Regions from separate parts of the Mus musculus genome. Here regions 1, 2 and 4 are each linked to region 3. A link is a contact called in public ChIA-PET data. All regions are on one chromosome and are shown on one strand. Each heading gives the region's core, a stretch centred on a gene start, on an enhancer-like site or on the middle of the called end of the contact. The rest is flanking DNA. Distances are from core to core; before and after follow the strand shown. Region 1 holds the start of Ypel2 (yippee like 2). Region 2 overlaps Vmp1 (vacuole membrane protein 1). Region 3 overlaps Gm33742 (a long non-coding RNA gene). Region 4 holds the start of Gdpd1 (glycerophosphodiester phosphodiesterase domain containing 1).

The links. ChIA-PET counts read pairs in DNA pulled down with a chosen protein or histone mark.
Region 1: a contact with region 3 is called in an RNA polymerase II ChIA-PET map of memory CD8 T cells, with 111 read pairs. The contact joins the promoter of Ypel2 here to the enhancer-like site in region 3. A contact is called at or near these places in 11 of 39 promoter capture datasets (the C10 cell line, the HPC-7 cell line, HPC-7-derived erythroid cells and 8 more), 4 of 15 datasets of contacts at CTCF or cohesin (the NIH/3T3 cell line, large pre-B cells and pro-B cells), 34 of 484 Hi-C or Micro-C datasets (B cells, the Ba/F3 cell line, CD4 T cells and 24 more), 24 of 115 datasets of contacts at active chromatin or transcription factors (DN3 thymocytes, Th17 cells, VIP interneurons and 20 more) and 4 of 9 other capture datasets (adipose tissue, liver, macrophages and 1 more).
Region 2: an RNA polymerase II ChIA-PET map of memory CD8 T cells shows a contact between it and region 3, with 51 read pairs. The contact joins two enhancer-like sites. A contact is called at or near these places in 3 of 484 Hi-C or Micro-C datasets (the Ba/F3 cell line, the G1E-ER4 cell line and embryonic fibroblasts) and 5 of 115 datasets of contacts at active chromatin or transcription factors (the HPC-7 cell line, bone marrow-derived macrophages, a colorectal cancer cell line and 2 more).
Region 4: an RNA polymerase II ChIA-PET map of memory CD8 T cells shows a contact between it and region 3, with 9 read pairs. The contact joins the promoter of Gdpd1 here to the enhancer-like site in region 3. A contact is called at or near these places in 4 of 39 promoter capture datasets (the C10 cell line, hematopoietic stem and progenitor cells, hippocampal neurons and 1 more), 1 of 484 Hi-C or Micro-C datasets (embryonic stem cells), 5 of 115 datasets of contacts at active chromatin or transcription factors (bone marrow-derived macrophages, embryonic limb bud, memory CD8 T cells and 1 more) and 3 of 9 other capture datasets (embryonic stem cells, liver and macrophages).

Annotation. Positions count from the first base shown.
Region 1 is chr11:86,992,379-86,995,566 of GRCm38.p6, forward strand. Ypel2 (yippee like 2) reads right to left here and starts at 1,384. Exons shown (of 5, transcript NM_001005341.3): 1 at 1,214-1,384. It overlaps Gm51915 (a long non-coding RNA gene), which reads left to right. Exons shown (of 3, transcript XR_003949754.1): 3 at 1-1,959.
Region 2 is chr11:86,651,062-86,653,948 of GRCm38.p6, forward strand. The region is part of intron 5 of Vmp1 (vacuole membrane protein 1); the gene reads right to left. Among named protein-coding and RNA genes, the nearest start is that of Vmp1, 31 kb to the right of the region's middle. Within about 2 kb of position 1,595, at least 136 of the 459 cell types and tissues checked have an H3K27ac peak or open chromatin away from gene starts, as enhancers often do. A contact at or near this core is called in bone marrow-derived macrophages and memory CD8 T cells, where this site is marked.
Region 3 is chr11:86,826,792-86,829,945 of GRCm38.p6, forward strand. All of the region lies in intron 4 of Gm33742 (a long non-coding RNA gene), which reads right to left. Among named protein-coding and RNA genes, the nearest start is that of Dhx40, 21 kb to the left of the region's middle. Within about 2 kb of position 1,845, at least 76 of the 459 cell types and tissues checked have an H3K27ac peak or open chromatin away from gene starts, as enhancers often do. A contact at or near this core is called in CD8 T cells, DN3 thymocytes, the NIH/3T3 cell line and 12 more, where this site is marked.
Region 4 is chr11:87,072,718-87,075,928 of GRCm38.p6, forward strand. It overlaps Gdpd1 (glycerophosphodiester phosphodiesterase domain containing 1), which reads right to left and starts at 1,420. Exons shown (of 10, transcript NM_025638.2): 1 at 1,119-1,420. The coding sequence starts at 1,260.

The DNA of each region.
Region 1 (3,188 bases), core at 134-2,633, 170 kb after region 3:
CAAAGATAAGAATATCAAATGCTAAGAAAGCTGATGGACTGAACTCAGGTAAAACCTACAGCAGTGTGTGCCAAAAGGAAAAGCAACCCAATCTTACTGACCAGATCCTGTAAACCCCCAAACCAGGCAGACTACTGCAGAGCCTCAAGCATGAGGTTTACTGTAATTCCTTTGTGCCTCTAATGTTCTGTAAATGGGGTTCAGAAAAGTAATCCCTAGGCTTGTTGTTCAGTGCTCTGGACAGGGAGCCCATCTTGCGAGAACGAAGACAAGCATGAGGAACAAAAGACTAATAGGACTCCAACTCAGTGGCTCAAAGACCCTCCAACGTGGCAACAACAAATCAACAAGGAAGCCAAAAAGCAGGGCTCCGGCGCATTTGCCATTTCCAGCAGCCGGGCCGTGGAAGGCTAGGCAAACCGGAGGATGCTCGCTCAGCTTTTTAAAAACTGTGGGTAAAAGTGAAGTCAGAGGTGGCAGGCAGTTCTTTGCACGAGGGGTCCAAAGCAACAGTGCTTCCCCCTAAGTGCCAGCCAGGAGACGGGTGTAAGGTTCCACTGTTTCGGAAAAAAAAAAAAATCACCCGAAGGGAGTCAGCAACCAGGCAGGTAAACTTGAAGCAGGAAGAGAGGCAGGAGCCAGCTGCGGGAGGGACTCTCCGCAGAGGCCCCCGCAGCGAGTCTGGCAACAGAGTTCGTGCCCACCCCTTGGCAAGGCCGCAGGGGAGGCGCCGGGAAGCGTCCAGGCAGGAACTCGCTGTGGTTCCCTTGGCTTGGGGCTGCCGAAGCGCTCCGGGGACTTTAGAGGGCGACGTGCCCCAGACCCAACTATCTCAATGGAGACATCGACCATACAGCCGGGTGCCGCCGGGTGCCATCCGTGGGGGGTGGGTCACGCCGAACAAGGGAGGCGTTGGCGCTCAGGTCTCTGGGTCCCCATATTTGCCAGGCGGCTCGTCGCCACCCGCCGAGTCCCGAACCCGGAGCGCGCGCCAGTGTTTGTAAACAAACCGGTCACGTGGCTGCAGCAACCCGTTCCCCGCCCCTAGCACCCCGGGAACCTTCGGGGAGCCCCCTCGGGACCGCGACAGCACCGCCCCAGCCGAGCCCGGCTGCACGCAGCCCAGGAGCCCGACCGTCCCCAGGGCGCACAGCCCGAACTGGAGCGGAATGCGCCCCACGCCCACGCGAGCCCAGCTCGAGATCCCTCATACCTGGCGGTAGGCTGCCCGGTCCGGCCAGCGCCGGGCTCTCCGGAGTGCTTGGCGATGAAGGACTGCACGGCTGACTCTAGCGCTCCCTGCGCGCTCTTAAAGCCACAGTCTCCGCCACCGCCGCCGCCACTGCCGCTCCGCATCCCTCCGAATCCGGGCTGGGGGCTTGCCGGGTGACAGACGCGCCCCCGCGCCTATCCCATCGGCTCAGCACATAGCAACACGCCACTGGTTGGCCCTGCACGGCCGCAGCCCATCCGCCAGGAGCCAATCACTGGAGGACGGAACTCCGCCCCTGCTTTCCCTGCCTCCCGCCCCCAACCCCCACCCGCCCCTCGGCCCTGGCGGGGCGCGCGTGCGAGGAGTGTGGCAAGGTCTGGGTCCCGCCAGTCCTGGCAGCTGGCGGGCAGGGCTGGGAGAAGAGGTGATTAGAGTGGGGGAGCTCTCTGAGATAGGAGCCTGTTTGTCTGGCTTTACTGGGATTCCCAGGACCCGGGGTTATGTTGGGAAGTGGGATTTACAGTGCTTTTGTTTTGAGAACCTAGATAGTAATTCCTCGCTCCACTTTTTAAGCCACTCCTGACCCAGAGCCTAAGTTACTAAAAGTGACCCGCAGAGTTCAAGGCAGGTGTATTTAGTAAGATAGTACCAGTCTCGTCATGCCCACCCATGCCCTGCTCAGAAGCGGAGATTCTCTATTTCCTCTGCCCTGCTCGAAATTTCCTAATTAAAACTAGGAAAGGGTTGTCTGGTGTGTTCGAGTCCCTGGGTTGGATCCCCAGTACTGAGAGTGGAAGAGCATAGAGAAAGACTATAGAGAAACTGGGATCCCTATTGCTAATGGTTAGTGAGGTCTATTAGCAACAGAAAATACAATAAGAGTAGTCAAGGTGACCAAAAGGGAGGAACTGGCATTCTGGGTCAGTGGGGTGGTGCTTTTCAAGGAAGAGAGGGTTAAAAAATAAACTCATGACAGTCGGGAAGTCCAGGGAGGCACCAGGTGGGTGGAGTGGGGCAGAGTCTTCCTACCGGAAAACAGGTCAATTTGATAAAAGAATTTCTGCGGGGGGGGGGGCGGGGGAGACACGGCAGACCCACCCTTTTTTCTAAGACACTGGGATTCTGAATGGTGTTGGGGCAAAATACATGTTTTCATTGCTATTTTAGAAGAGAAAAAAACACAAGGTAATTGGACAAGGTGGTTCTCTGCTTTATAGCCCAATTATAACCCAAGGCTTGGGAAGTGTTAGAAGTTTAAGGTCATTCTTGGTTAGATCGGTCCAAGCTAGCCAGGTTACTGAAAAAGAGAAAAAAAAAAAGTTCATGCGGGGTTGGGGTGCTGAAGGAGGCCCAGGAACCTTTGGTCTCCTATCTGGCAGCAGTTTACACACAAACCCAGGCTGGTATTTGGGTAGATCCCCGGGTGACTCAAAAACGTCACCTGTCACTCCACCCAGCTGTTTTTAATACATATGCAATCAACTAAATTGTCTTCAGTGAATGTACATCGCATGGTTAGGGATGAAAAAAAGTCCCAACGTTAGTAAGAACAAAACCACTCATTTTTGCCGGCAGATACCGGTTTCAGTGTAGGGGCACTGTCAATATTTACAATTGACTGCTTTGGGAATTATAAATCCTGGAGTCCAAAAGCCTTCAGCTAACTAACCACAACCTTGAAAAGACTTGAGATTGGATCTTTAAGAAGATATACTAAATTCTTTAGATTATCAAAAGCTTGATTACCAGCCCAAGGCTGCTTTCTGAGGTTAAATTCCTCTGTGCCCTTAGGCCTTAGTACCCATCGCCTAAAAGAAGGGAGGGCTGGGATCTGGTGGTGGAACTCACAGTAGAGACTTTGCCTAAGGTTCTTGAGGCTCTGGGTTCAATACCCATTACTGCAGAAATAAATAAGGACGGCTGAAATAAGATGGTTTCTGACATCCCTTCCAACTCTAACATTTCAAATCAGGAA
Region 2 (2,887 bases), core at 345-2,844, 180 kb before region 3:
CACACAGGAATTCTACTCCCCCGAAGTTAAAAACAGTTGCTTTTCTCACCAGTCAGAAAACAACTTACTTAAGGTTCTGACCTACAGAAAGGACTGCTAGATGGGTGGAATATAGAACTACTCACTGCAAATAGACACCAAAAAGCTGACCTATTCCTTTATTTCTTCTTTTTTTAAAATTTCTTTTTAAAAATTCTATTTATAAGGATATTTTGTTCACATTGGATGTCTGTGCCCAAAGAAGCCAGGAAGTTCCTGGGAATTAACTGATTTACAGGTAGTTGTGGCCCAGATGCAATGTGGGCACTGGTCCTTTGGAAGAGCAGCCACTCCTTTTAACCACTGAGCCATCTTCTCCAGCCCCCCAGACCTGTTCTTTAGATTCTCTTTGTCAAGTCACAAGCTAGCACTTCCCTGCTCTTCTCTATAGAAAGCAGCATGGTTTGTCTAAACCCAAAGGCCTGGGCATTAGTTAATGTGAGTGGCAGGTCTTTAAATCTGTTAGACTTAAACAAAGTATAATTAGAATTCTGCCTTATCTTCCTAATGTAACAAAGTGTTTAAAAATAAAACAATGGCTGTGGCACCTAGGGCAAGAATATATTATTATATGTTAAAAGTACACATCTGCTGGCCAAAACAAAAGTAAACTCTAACATTAATTAGCCCATGAACCTTCTGGAAGCAAGTGAATTCTACCAGATTAGTATTCTTAATATAAAGAAATACTTGGGGCTGGAGAGATGGCTCAGTAGTTAAGAGCACTGACTGCTCTTCCAGAGGTTCTGAGTTCAAATCCCAGCAACCACATGGTGGCTCACAACCATCTATAATGAAATCAGATGCCCTCTTCTGGTGTGTCTGAAGGCAGCTACAGTGTACTCACATATAATAAATTAATAAATCTAAAAAAAAAAAAAAGAAGAAGAAATACTTTGTTTCTCCTTTAAAATCAGTAAAATTGGTTTTAAAGATTTACAAATAACTGTGTATCACTTTCAGTACAGTATGATGTTTTAGTATACATTATACACTATACAATGTAAACTATATACATCAATAAGCTAACAATTTTTAGGTGACCCATCACCTCAAATGTTTATCAGTAAGCCTGAGAGGGCAGGCCTGGTAGCACACCCTTTACTCTCAACATTCAGCTGGCCAAGGCGGGGAATCACTCACTGTGAGTTTGAGATCAACCTGGTCAAGCTGCTATAGTGAGCTCCAGGCCAGCCAATGCCAAAGAGTGAGACCCCCACAAAACAAAGAAAACACTAACAAACCCTAACTGACCTTCCTCTTTCTTTTCTGAGGTTGGGCTTGAAGCCGGGCCGTTGAGCATGCTAGGGAAGTGCTCTGCCACTGACCTCCATCTTCTAAGCAAATTTTGATCATGAGTTGACCTAAGTATTCCGAACAAATGGACTACATATTTAGGTAGAGAGCTATGCAAGTTGTTTAACATAGTCTTTGAAGCTTTCTTTTAAGCACACAATTATAAATAGTGACTTAAGGGCAGGAAGCTATCCAGTCTGTATAAACCCCTATGTCCTGGAGACCTTGGTTTCTGCTTTTGATGTGGTGACGCTCATGAGTTAATAGATGAGTCACTCCTTGGGGAGAGAGAGGGAGAGGAGCTACCATTCCCTCCCTCATCAACCAAAGGCCAACAGGCATTTTTTTTTTTCCTAAAAAGAGGCTGCTAATCTTCCAGGATGAGCTCTGACTCAAAGTGATCATGCCACAGTCACCGTGCCTACAGAAGTCAGTATCAGTGACACCACAACCCAATTTGGGGTAATTTCTTCCTTCTTTGTACTCAAAGATTCACAGATGAGCACTGACGCAATCATCAGAGTTAGAAAAAGTAGCGAAGAGGAAGCTGGCAGGTTAGCTCTGAGACAATCACCACCATCATGGCATTAACAGCACAGTTACGGAAACTATTTCTCCGCTTCACTTTACCACATCTCAGTGATAGTTCCCAAATATTTACTTCCAGCAATAAGGAATCAAGAGCCAAAAGGGCCCAGAAATATCTGTACCTAAGGAAACACAGCTTAGAGCAGCACAGACAACTATCAGGCACTACCCACAGCAATGTTTAAACACGAGAAGACAATCAACATGCCAGATTTTAAAAAGGTACAATTTCTGCTCCACTTTAAAATAAAATAATCCAAACTTAAGAGTAAAACAGGCATCTGGGCAGCAAATATTATACATATTTGTTGTGTTTAACTTATAACAAAGGTAAGGTATTTTGTTGAAACGATCATATTAAGAAAATGTCTCTTAAGGAGGAATTTTCAAAGGACAACACAATTTGGTTACAATTTCTAATAAAGCTTGGTCAATTTTATACTATAATCCAATAGTTCCAAATCCTACCTTCACATTGCTTTTAGAAGGGAGAATGCTAATGCTCCAGGCATTTTTCTACTTTGATCCCAAGTGTGAAAAAAGAAATCCTAGTGAATTAGGCTAAAAATAACATTTGTCTGTAAGGGTAGGTATCCCAAAGGCCCAGTGTAGAAACTGAGCTTTGAAAAATCTCTCTGCAGGAAAATGCTCCCCCTAGTGTCAAAAACTGTCTATACACCACACAATGGAAGCCTGCCAATGCAATTATAGCTTTTGCTGCTGTTGTGATCGGGGCTCATGAAACCCAGGTTAATCAACTTTAGAACTTATGTAGGTGAGGGTAGCCTTCAACTCCGTATTTTACCTTTAACGTGCTGAGATTATAGGTGTGGGTCACCACACTCAGCTTTCTTATTTAGATGTAAGACTTTAAACCTTAATTTTGCTCACTCCTCCCCCATACTCTGAGAATGGGTTTCTCTGAGTAGCCCTGGCTGTTCTGGAACTCACTCTCTAGACCAGG
Region 3 (3,154 bases), core at 595-3,094:
CCTCAAACTCACTCTTAGTCCAGACAAATCTTCAGCTTCCCATCCCCTTGCCTCAGTTTCCCAAGTAGCTGGGATAACAGGCTTGGGCCACTTGGATGGGCCCTGTTCCTCCCTTCCTCTTCCCCACTTGCTACTTGCTTCCAGTCCCTCTTTTTCTTTTTTCTTTTCTTTTCTTTTCTTTCTTTTTTTTTTTTTTTTTTTTGGTCTTTCGAGACAGGGTTTCTCTGTATAGCTCTGGCTGTCCTGGAGCTCACTCTGTAGACCAGGCTGGCCTCGAACTCAGAAATCCACCTGCCTCTGCCTCCCAAGTGCTGGGATTAAAGGCATGTGCCACCACGCCCGGCTCCCTCTTTTTCTTAACAAAACAAGTAAATCAAACTTTATAGAAAAATTTGTTTATTTTTATTTTATGTGTATGGTGCATGTTTGTGTGTACACCACTTGCATGCCTGGGGTCTACAGAGGTTGGAAGAGGGCGTTGGATCTCCTGGTGCTGGAATTACAGATAGTTGTGAGCTGCCATATTGGTGCTGTGAACCTAACCCAGGTCCTCTAGAAGAGCAGCCAATGCTCTTACTACTGAGCCACTGTTCCAGCCCCCAGTCAAACAAAAGTTTTTGTTTGGTTTTTTTTTTGAGACAGAATCTCAATCTCTCTTTCTCTCTCTCTCTCTCTCTCTCTCTCTTGTAGTTGTCTCTCTTGGAACTCATGATGCAGACCAGGTAGGCCTCAAATTCACAGAGATCTGCTCCTCTCTGCTGGGATTAAAGTCCTGAGCCACCATACCTGGCCTATCAAACAAATTTTAACAATCTTTTGGTGGGTTTTTTTTAAACAGTGTTTTTCTGTGTAGCCCTAGTTGTCATGGAACTCTCTGTAAACCAGGCTGGCCTCAAAACCACAGAGAACTGACTCTGCCTGCCTCTACTTCCTGATTGCTGGGATTAAAGGTCTGGCAACAAAATTATTTTAAAGAGAGGGGCAGAGAGAGAGAAACAGACAGACAGAGACAGACAGAGAGACAGAGAGAGACAGAGAGACAGACAGAGACAGAGAGACAGACAGAGACAGACAGAGACAGACAGAGAGAGAGACAGAGAGAGACCCTGTATACTATGGCTGCATGTATGGAGGTTGTAGGGTCTCTTTTATTTCTGCAGCTATGCTCCAGGCTTGCTGGTTTTTGAACTTCTGGGCAGTTTTCCTTTCTCTGCTTCCCATCTTAGCACGGGAGTACTGGGTTATAGATAGCACCACATCTGGATTTTTATGTGGGTTCCAGAGGTTGAACTCTAGCCATCAGGTTTTTGTATCCGTTGCTTTTCTGGCTGAGCCATCTCCTAGGCTCCTCACCTACTTCTACTCTTATTCTCCCTCTCTCTTTCCCTTCCCCCACCTTTTTCTTGTTTTGAAACAGGGTCTCAGGTAGCCCAGGCTGGCCTAAACATCACTGTGAACTGAAGGGTCACTCTTACCCCTCCCCCCCAAACACACCCCCAACCAGAGCCTGAGATTACAAGCTCATACCACACCACACCTAGTTTCCAACTTCTTTCCTTCGAGTATCTCATTGTGTAGCCCAGGCTGGCCTCGAATTCAAGCTCCTTCTGCCTCAGTCTTCTGAGTCCTGGGGTGACCAGTGTGCCCACTACACACAGTCTCAAAACTCGAGACTGCAGCACCGTGTCTGTGAACTTCTTTTTCTAAGCTTTGTTCGTGACAATGTTTGGAAAGAATTCAAGTATGTGTTTCCAGGGGCAAGTCATCTTAACACACTGTGGGGGTAGGCTGCATCCTGTAACCCGGCAGAGTGAAGTAGGTTTTTATCACCAGGCACTTAAAAGAATGCCACAATAAGAATGCTTAACTGATGTTAACACATCCGGCTTTTGGGCTGTGATGTTCAAAGCCACTCACGTTAGATCCTTTGCAGTGATTTTTACTTTGTCCAGAAGCTTTGAAGGTCCTTTTGTGTCTGGCATTGTGAAGCTCCTAAAACAGGGGACTTTGTTATCTTTATTCCAAATTCTGAGTGCCTTTCCTTCTGGAAATTAGCAGCCTGCAGTCATACTGGGTTTCTTTGTTGTTGTTATTGTTGTTTGTTTGTTTAAATTGTTCCTTTGATTTTTCCTTGGTATTCAAACTTGCTTTCTATTGCAGTGATAAAACACACCAATAGTAATAAATAAATAAATAAATAAATACATTTATATATTGTGTGTATGTTTATCTGCACCTACTATACGTTAAAGTCTTCTTAAAGGTGTATACAAATTTATTTTGAAGCTGTTCAAGAAGTTTCTTACTCTATTTTAATTTCCCTACTGTCTAAGTTAGGGTTTTACTGCTGTGAACAGATGCCATGACCAAGGCAACTCTTATACTGACAACATTTAATTGGGTCCAGCTTACAGGTTCAGAGGTTTAGTCCATTATCACCAAGGCAAGAGCATGGCAGCATCCAGGCAGGCATGGTGCAGGAGGAGCTGAGGGTTCTACATCTTCATTTGAAGGCTGCTAGCAGAATACTGGCTTTCAGGCAGCTAGGATGAGGGTCTTAAAGCCTACACCCAGAGTGACATACCTACTCCAACAAGGCCACACCTACTTCAACAGGGTCATACCTTCTAATAGTGCCACTCCCTGGGCCTAGCATATACAAACCATCACACCTACTATGATTAAATTGTGTCTGCCAAATTCCATATGTGAAAAAGTTATTTGAAAATGATAGCTGAGAGACAGAACTGTTGGCAGGTGGCTCTCTCTCTCTCTCTCTCTCTCTCTCTCTCTCTCTCTCTCTCTCCCCCCCCCTCTTTGTTGATTTTCAAGACAGGGTTTCTCTCTGTGTAGTCCTGGATGTCCTGGAACTCACTCTGTAGACCAGGCTGGCCTCAAAAATCAGAGATCCACCTGCCTCTGCCTCCAGAGTGCATGTACAGATGCTAAAAGTTCTTACCTAGTGTACACACAGCTTCAGGTTTGTCCCCAGCACCACATAAGCTGGGCGTGGTGACATAGACCTGTGACAACAGCACTCAGGAGATGGAGACCAGAGGATCAGAAGTTCAAGGCTATCCTTGGCTTCTTATTGAGTTTGAGGTTAGCCTGGGATACATTAGGCCTTGTTGGTTTGTTCGTTCGTTCATTCGTT
Region 4 (3,211 bases), core at 170-2,669, 250 kb after region 3:
GACCGAAAATTTTCATAATTTATACCTTAAGATTGAAATGTCCTGGGCTGGTGAGATGGCTCAGTGGGTAAGAGCACCCGACTGCTCTTCCGAAGGTCCAGAGTTCAAATCCCAGCAACCACATGGTGGCTCACAACCATCTGTAAAGAGATCTGATTCCCTCTTCTGGAGTGTCTGAAGACAGCTACAGTGTACTTACATATAATAAATAAATAAATCTTTAAAAAAAAAATTAAAACTATTACTTATAAAAAAAAAAAAATTGAAATGTCCTGAAGCCACATTATTGAACAGCAGTGAAGAAGCAAAGATGTGGCCTGTTATAGTAAATTAGAAGGCGGAGCGGACTCGCTTCAACCCTTATATACTTGATATTGTATAAAAGCAATATACTTTTGCAAGAGAAACATCTTTAAAAAAATACTGACTGATCATAAGCTAAATATTTTAGTCTTTTAGAAGCCCACCAACCATTGCTGGGGTAATGTTCAAAAATCAAAGTAAAACAACAACCCAGGTGCTAGGTTTTGGAATCCTTAGAACCAGAACTCTCCAAGTTGCTTGTGCCACTTCAGTCCACACTCTGTGACCTTGGAAAATGTCCCTGGTTTGGAGACATTTCTCTCCAGAGCTCAATTACAAACGCGTGGAGCGTGGCATCGCAGACTCCTCAGCTCTCGCTCCAGGTACTCGCAGATCCTCAGCTCTGCCGGAGCCCAAGCTCTTCCCCACGGACTCAGCCACCAGCCTATTCCAAGCAGTCTGTCCGTTCCTACTTCCCCCTGCGGGTGTCTCCTGGATCTGCACCGGCTTTGTGCCAGGCTGCCAAGAAGGGACCTCCCGATCATCCCTCCATCGGCCGAGGAACGCCCCACTTCTGTCTCTCATCCTGCGCTTCTCCTCCTCACAGAAGCCCTGTCACCCTAGCTCCCCAGAGACGCCCACCAGGACTGGGACACGAGACCCCTTTCCTTCCCTCCCCTCCGGACCACTCATCTGAGGAAGCCCTCCAGTTCCAGGAGCCCATTCTTCGTCAGCCTCTCCAGAATCCCCATCCTCTACCTCCTGCTAGGAAGCCTCCCCCATCCCCGCCATCGGGTTCTGGGGACCCCTCTCACCTCCGCGGTGAGAGATGTGCCTACTGAGGAATCGCTGTTTCTTTCTCTGGTGCAGCAACGCTGGGTATTTAAGCAACAAGAACGAGGTGACCAAATATCCCCCCAGAGTAGAGAGAAGGCAAAAAGCCGCGGTGGACGACATCCTCGGTCACCGCCTTCTGGGCCTGAGACCCCGACTGTGCTGTGATGGTAGCAACGGCCGCAGCGCCGGCAGCTGCTCGAGGTCTGCTCGCCCTCAGCCGGTGCCCTCGGCGTAGCGCACTTGTTCGTGCGGACTCAGCACGCAGGCGCAGCCCGACCCCAGCGCCCGAGCAACAAAGGGGCTCAGATACGCAGGCGCGCTACGGCGCGGAGCGTTGGGCGTCTGGCAGCTGTGGTCCCACGCGCAGGTGCTTCGAAGAAGACCCCGAGGCAAGAGGTTGGAAACTTGCCAGTGGTTTTATTTGTTTGGATTTGTTTGGGCAGTCCCTAAGCCGAAAACGCTCTCAAGCCAGGATAGCCTTCGGGGAAAATCTGACGTAACTGGGAAATGTGCATCAAAGGAGGATTCCAGGCCAGGTCCTAGTCCTTTCTGTGGGAAAAGCGAAGAATTGTTACTGATACCTCGAACTCGTAGCCTAGTTGGTTAGATCGTACGGGATTCAAGCCCCAGTACAAAATAAACATGAATAAAGAAACTGACCACTAAGTCCTTTCCTATAAAGACTGGCAACTAACTTTTCCATTTTTCTTTTTCATCTCCTACCTTACAAACTAGAAATACAGTAGGAACCACGTTTTATGGGGGCAGGGTCTTGGTTTTGTGAGATAGGATCTACTTAGCCCAGTCCGGGCTTGAATTCACTATATACCAGAGGATAGAGTCTTCGACTTCAGGTTCTTCTACCTCAGCCTCCAGAGTGTTGGGATGGTAGGCAAGCCCAGCTGTGGATCGTATTTTATGCAAAGTAATTAGCCACAAAGGCTGTGGCTGTGGCTCAGTTGTAAAGCACTTTCCAAGCACATTCAAGGTTTGGATTTGTTTATTGAGACAGGGTGTCTCACTGTGTTGACTGTGTGCTGGCCTCTTGATTCACAGAGACCAGTTTGCCTCTGCCTTCTAAGTATTGGGATTCTTTTCTTTCCCTTTTCTCCTCTCTCCCTTCCTCTCTCCGTTCTCTCTCCCTCCCTTCCTGTCTCCTCCCCCCCGGCCCCCCCCCCCCTTAGAGACTGGGTCTCACTATGTACCGAGGCTGATCTGGAACTCGCTATGACAATAGGGCTAGAGATCCACTTGCGTCTGCCTTCCCTTAAGGCCAGGGGTTTGAGTCCCAGGACAATTGCAACAACAGGCAGACTCACAGTATTGAGCTCCGGCTGGCTTCAAACTCCTAAGGGTGAAGCAGTCTTTTGGTTTCATCCAGCTCATTAGCTGGAACTGCAGGCAAGGGTTGCTGCACCCGATCCTATCTCGTTTATTTATTTTTTATGCATTTACTTATTTCCTGTGTAGTGTATGTGTGTGCACGTGTAAAGGCAGAGGACAACCTAAGGAGACCTAAGGTGGCAGCTCCTTTTCCCACTAAGCCATCTTGCTGGGTCAAGTGGCAGCTTTTGGAAAGGTGGTAAACACTCTATTTCACAAACATTGGGACTAAAATATCTAATCCTGTCAGGACACTATTTTAAATGTATCTGGGAAAATAGGATCAATTACAATACACTACATTGGGTCTCAACTTATTTTGCACTTATCTAATTGATAGCATAATCACAATTGGTGATTGTCATATGCTGGGGAAAGTTACTATAGATTGGTGAGATTTAGCAAATTATTTCATAGAATAGGTATTTAATTAAAGAACATTTAAGTCAGGCCTGAGGGTACAGGTCTGTAATCCCAGCAACTCTGGAGGTTGAGGCAGTAGGATTGTAAAATCTAGGTCTGCCTGGGTTACAGAATGAATTCAAGCTAGTTACTGTTTTCAAATATTAAGAACAAACAAGAGTGGGGATGTAACTCAGTGGTATACTTGAGATCTGAGTTCAATGCCTAGTGCTCAAAGTTTCTTTGTTAGCACACATCTGTAATACTAAGGCTGAGGAAGGAGTAT